2 separate regions of the Cyprinus carpio genome follow, and region 2 is linked to region 1. A link is a contact called in public Hi-C data. All regions are on one chromosome and are shown on one strand. The core of a region is the stretch at or near the end of the contact, and the rest is flanking DNA. Distances in the headings are between cores, read along the strand shown. Region 1 has its middle 13 kb from the start of LOC109111336. Region 2 holds the start of wipf2b (WAS/WASL-interacting protein family member 2b).

Region 1 (3,144 bases), core at 372-2,871:
CCTTATATCCATATCTGCACTGCACGATGGCAACTGAATAATTAAGGGTCTGGGGTGCTAATACTCAACCTGAAGGTTTGATCATATTTAGAGGTGAGCTGATGTCATCAAACTGTCCGCCTCCCATGCAATTTTGCTATATCATACTTTTATGGAAGTCTTAAGAGGCCATGGATTATAACAATATTTGTTTTCTTGTGATCACAACTTAATTTTCTCATGATTTTCTTGTTAGTTTTAATAAGTGTTAAACCGAACGCTATTGCAGTAGTGAAACTGTGATGAGTCATGCTTAAGAACGTAACAATAGATATACTTTCATGCAAAATAATCATATTGATTTAAGCATTTTATATGTTAGTTAATTGCCAGTAACAAACAAAATACTATTATTACTACTATTATTATAGCAATCGTGAAGAATTAAGGTCTTCACTGTCCCAAACACATGGAATATGAACTAACATAGTAAGGAGGATAATACACCATCAGTTTGTATTCAGTTCTGTACTGCCACCTAAACAAAAATTTTCTTGTTGTCATGACTTCATTTCTTTCATAATCTAAGAAATCATGACTTATGTCGAGATCACAAGAAAACAACTAATGTCGTTGAGATCATGAGAACAATGTCATGATAATGAGAAAACAACTTTTGTTATGTTGAGATCATGAGAAAAAATTAAGTTGCGATAAAACAACTTTTATGTCGAGATCACAAGAAAACTTTTTTTACGGGATCACAAGAAAATTAAGTCGTGATAATAAGAAAGCAACTCTTGTTGAGATCATAAAAAACCATAAGAAAAAGTCATGATGGCGAGAAAAGAATTAAAAAAAATAAAAATAAATAAATCTATGGCCTCTTTGGGCTTACGCTTCTAATTTTGACTAATTTTCAAGACACCACTTGATTATTCTGTTGTTTTTTAAACACATTTCAGACACTCCCCTCATCTTCCATTGGTTAGCAAACAGGTATGGGACATTTTTAACATTTTTAACACAATTTACATAATTTAATATATAAGCCAGCGAGAACGATTTTCAAACATTTTTTTATCGTAATCTATTGCCAAACAAACAATAGTAATATTTACAGTAGTGCTGCTTATGCTGCTTAATATTTTTGTGTGAAACTGTGACGGCTTGAAAGGTCATATTTATTTAGCAAACTATTGATCACAAATACTACTGCAGACAGACCGATGATCCCAGAATCTAATCGCAAAGCACAAAGGTTCACATGGGGCTTTTTCTTTAAAGCGGTTTGTTGTGCTCTTTGCGTTTACTCTCAGATTTCTGTCCATGGACTGAATGTTTCATCAAAACTGTGAAAAATAAATTTGCTCTGCCAAGGTTACTGTCTAAAGCCAACTTTTCTGTATAATGTTTTTTTTCTGTGGAAAAACAGCTTAATATAAGTTATGTAAACATTACAGGCTCCAAAGTCTGTTTGTAGACAGCTTGTATACGATCCACAAAGTACAAAGTGCAGTGTCCTTATGAGAGACATTTGCTTTAGTTTTCATTTTAATAGGCCTACATTAAGGGTTTCAAAATGTGAGATTCACCCAAACACTCACTACTGTTTGAGCCAGTGTTGTGGTTTTTTTCAACCCTTTAAACAAACAGACAATTATGTGCAGAATTTACACAGGCTGTTTTGTAGTGTTGCTGAAGAGTTTAGCTTGTTGTGGATAAGCAGATTATCGTTATGCAAGTATTTGTTTCTATAAGCTGTAACTGTAAATCGAGGTAATTTAACAACGCTTTGTCAGAGCAGAATTGGAGTTTATCTGTTGCTTTTCAGACCAGGAAATTGTCCTCACAAGTCTCTCCTCTGCCCAGAACAGGATCATACAAGCAACATTTCCCAGTCCAATCGTTTCATGCCCAACTACCTTCACAGTTGGTTAATTACCTTCTTTAGAGATCAATATTTAATTAGGAAATGTTTTTGCCCATGGGGCAGTTTTAGACAGTCACCAGTCTGAGAGGCCACTCTCTTCACATTAATAGAATCTAAATTCATTCATTAGCTGCGTTCGGCTCCTAATAAATTATGCTTTGATCGACAGAAAGGCCTTCTTTTTCTTGTTAGTTGGGTTTTATGTCCTTTAGGCCAGAAATGACGTATGTATATACATATTTCATGCTGGCATTATTGTTTCTGGTCTATATGAGGCTCTTGAGGATTTGTTTTACAGTAATAAGAGGGGTTTTTAGTGTGATGTTTGGCTTTTTTTCTTCAGGTTCTCTCATCTTTTCTGATTTTAGCTACAGTTGTGTTCCCATATTTTTGTGTGTCATATTTTATTTGCTGTAATGGTTGTCTTTGTCATATTACCCAACACAGTGGTGTTATTTTCAACACATTTGGCTTTGAAATGAAAGTGATAGTTCACCAAAAAATTACATTTGTTACCCATATATCATTCCGAAACCACAACACATCGTTCGTTCTTCTGTGGAGCACAAAAGCAGGTATTTTGAAGAATCACAAATGTCAGTGGGATCCAAAAGACATTGGATCATTTTTCAAAATATTTTCATTTCTGCAGAAGAAGGAACATCTTACAGGTTTGTAACGATGTGAGGACAAATACATTATTATAATTTTCATTTTTGGGTGAACTGTAGCTTTAAACCCTGTCGTTCATTTGCTTACTAGAAATGGATGTAAATAAGGTTCATAGGTTTTACAATAAAATATGATTTTTTTTATGAAGTTATAAATAGAACAGATATTACTGGAGTATGCTTTAGAAGAAATACTGTTTCAGTTTTTTTGCTTTAAAATGTCACATTTAATTGCCTTTTCTTTGTTAATGTTTGAACAGTGAGTGAACATTGCTTCTACACAATTTCTACACAAGTTTAAGGCAACCAGCTTCAGGACATTTCTGAGTTTTCTTAACTTCTTGTATTCAGATTCTACAAAAAAAAAAAAAAAAAAAAAAAAAATACCCTACAAAAACAAGTTGAGAAAACTCAAAAATCCCATGAAGCTGGTTGCCTCAAACTTTGAAGTTTTCTCAACTTTTGATTGATTTATTTATTATTTATTTTGATGGATTTTCATGATGGATTTTCATATTTTGCGAATGAACGTCTGGTGCTGAAATCTGTTAGTTTTAATAA
Region 2 (3,350 bases), core at 504-3,003, 89 kb after region 1:
GACGGTTTAAAGTTAAAAATGCCTAATTGATGGATTTGTTTCTTACAAACAGGTTTTCGCTTCACAAGAGATAGCATGGATTGGATTTATGTGGATTACTTGTGGATTATTGTGATGTTTTTATCAGCTGTTTGGACTCTCATTCTGACGGCACCCATTCACTCATTGGTGAGCAAGTGATATAATGCTGAATTTCTCCAAATCTGTTCTGATGAAGAAACAAGCTCATCTACATCTTAGATGGCCGGAGGGCATGTAAATATTTGTCAAATATTTATTTTTGGGTCAACTATTCCTTTAACTTTTAAGCAAATATGTTGCAGTTGTCCTATTGATTGGCAGCTCAGTCTGAGAAACTGGATAATTTGGCTAGTTACGTGGGATCTTTCATGCCATGAAGAGATTTGTGATTTTTCTGCATATTCACTGATGATGCTGTCATCATAGAGTAAATTATTTCAACATGCCCACCTGCAAGAAAAAACAAACAAACAAAAAAAACATGCAAGGAATGTCAACGGGAAATCACAGTGAATATGCATTTTTACTGAACATTTTAGTTTGACAGTGTTTTTTGTTTGTTTTCAAATAAATAAACTGAATTATATTAACTGTCTCAGCTCCTTGACTTTTATTCAAGGTGAAGCGCCTACAGTCATACATTTACTAGCACTGTATATAAAAAGTTCTTGTGTCATAATTTAATTGACTCATTGAATGAGCATCTGTTAAGCACATTTGAGTTTTAGACGTTGAAACACTGAGAGACATTTATGGATACCATCTTCATACAATAAATGAGCCACTTATCCAGGCTTGCATTTACTCTTTCGTTGAAGCAGTTGTAATATATAAAAGTCAGTTCAAAAAGTAAATTATTTGCAAAGATTACCAAATAATCTACTGACACTCCAGCCTAAGCCCTATCTGGCATATTTTACTTGATGACCCCCTTTATCACACACATCATGAATCTAAGTTTGATGTTGTGGAAGTTGTTTTTCATAGTCGAGCCTAAATGCTGAGAAAGCATTTGTGACACATAGTAAGTTGAACATAATTTTCTTCTGACAGTAGGCCGGTGTAATACCACAGAGAATTTGGGGTTGTGCTTCCTTGCAGTTAAAGCACATATGACTGTAATAAGTCATGCAACTCAAAATAGTTCATCTTATAGCACCACCACGTGTCAGCATTGGGCATTCCTGTGCGGTTTTCTTCCTCAGTATCATAAAATAGCATTGCTTGAATGAAATATGCACGAGAATCTGCATTTGAGAATCAGTTTTATTGGGGATATTTTAGTACTATTTCAATAAGCGCACGCATTTTGAATGGAAACATCAGTTTCAGTGACATGACGTTGGGAAGGTGATAATATGGCTACATTTAATTATCTGCGAATGATCTGTCAGCTTGACTTTGACGCATTTGAAACAAAACATTCTCACAAAATCATTAAGAAATAAAGGAGGGCTTACATTTTTTTTTTTCGCATTATGTGTAAATGTTCACAAGGTCAGAGAACTGGGAGTTCAATATAATCGTATATAAAATAAAAATAGATAGAATTATAAAAAGGGATATAATATAAATCTACTATATATTTAAGCGAAAATATTTAGCAAAAAAAAAAAAAAAATAAAAAAATAACAGGGCTATAATAGAAACCCTAACAGGATAATCCCAATCAGTCAGAATTTTGCATCTTTGCGTGCAATTATTTAATAAAGCTAGCTCTTTTAAAATCAATAATAAAAGTGTTCACGACAAGACGTACAGTGACGTAATTTCCGGTTTGAACGGAGGCGCAGCAGTAGCAAATCAGGGCGATTGACGCGCGAGATCATGTATGAGAGAGCCCGGTTTACGAAAACATCGGACACTGTGGGGAAAAAGTAGGCACAAACATTGTATTACTTCATTACATAAACACGTTGTGTCAAGTTTAACCGACGGAACATTTTCTTCACGAAACGTCTTGATGTGATGGACGCACCTGCCAAGCGCGCGGCCAAGCTAAGCTAAGGCTAAAGTTGAGCTAATTCACAATAAATAAATATGCAAATAAAACACGAGACATGCATTTCAGTGTCACTTGATGAGCGATATTTAATGATTTTGTCGTCAACGAAATGAGCTGAAAAGAGTAACGTTATACGAGTTAAATGGTCGTAGCCTGCAGGCCGTGTTGTTTACATACTACTGTATATAATCTAGTTTCATCTGAATCACTATTCCTAAATTTTTTTTTTTTTTTTTTTTTTTTTTTTTTTACAATAAACTTCTGATTCTAGCCATCATGGGCATCAAAAATGCGGATGTCCCATATACGTTTATATATTTTACAGTAATAATAATTATAGTTAATATGGTTTCCATTCTGTTTTTTAAAACAGCAAAATGTTATCGAAAGAAATAAAAGTCATGAGCTGTCAGATGTACTTTACTGTGTGGTTGTCAACTTGTTAACTTATTAAAAAAGAGGTTTATGATTAAATGCAGAAGAATATGGATCAGGGTCTGCCTGTTTGTAATGACAAACATCTGGCTTGTCTGTTTTGCACCATAAACTTGGAAAATATATGTGCACCACTTTCCAGCAGTTATGAATCGTGAAGCACTTACGAATCACTGATTTCTGAATGTCAGATTTAGGAAATCGGATATATATTCTGTATATCTACCACAGTTTTATAAGTTTTTTTTGTGGAAATTAATACTTTTATTCAGCAAGGATGCATTACATTTATCAAAAGTGACAGTAAAGGCATTTATAATGTTACGAAAGATTGCCGTTTCAAATAAATGCTTTTCTTTTTAACCGTCTTTGAATCAGAAAAATTATCAGTTTCCACAAAATATGAAGCAGCACAACTGTTTTCAACATTGATGATATTAAGAAAGTTTGTTGAGCAGAAACATCACATTAATTCATTGCATTTTGAAATATATTCAATTCAATTATTAAATTCTGTAATAATATTTTAGAATTTTACTGTTCATATTTCATGGGGAAAAATGGCCTAGTTCTTCCGAGTTAACCCCATATATGCAAACACACGTTTTATATATATATATATATATAATATATATATATATATATATATATATATATATATAGTGTGTTAAAGTTACAATCCGTTTGATTGACAATTATTTTCTGTTTCTATAGGTAGCTGTCTTCATGAAGTTTTAATTGTCACATACTCTCAGCTGTAAACACCGGACAGAAATCCAAGATGCCCATTCCTCCCCCTCCCCCTCCTCCCCCCACCCTTATCCAGGTAAGTTCTCTCTATTTGGCATGTAACTTTATTGGGAACTGCAAAACCTTACCTCAAAAATAT

What was found. A called contact is a pair of places that touch in the nucleus more often than the background predicts.
Region 2: a Hi-C map of liver shows a contact between it and region 1, with 4 times the contacts expected there. The contact joins the promoter of wipf2b here to the enhancer-like site in region 1. A contact is called at or near these places in 2 of 8 Hi-C or Micro-C datasets (both in liver).

What each region holds. Positions count from the first base shown.
Region 1 is chrB19:24,218,745-24,221,888 of ASM1834038v1, forward strand. No RefSeq gene overlaps it. Among protein-coding and RNA genes, the nearest start is that of LOC109111336, 13 kb to the left of the region's middle. Within about 2 kb of position 1,622, at least 1 of the 8 cell types and tissues checked has an H3K27ac peak or open chromatin away from gene starts, as enhancers often do. A contact at or near this core is called in liver, where this site is marked.
Region 2 is chrB19:24,307,233-24,310,582 of ASM1834038v1, forward strand. It overlaps wipf2b (WAS/WASL-interacting protein family member 2b), which reads left to right and starts at 1,754. Exons shown (of 8, transcript XM_042744818.1): 1 at 1,754-1,898; 2 at 3,176-3,287. The coding sequence starts at 3,243.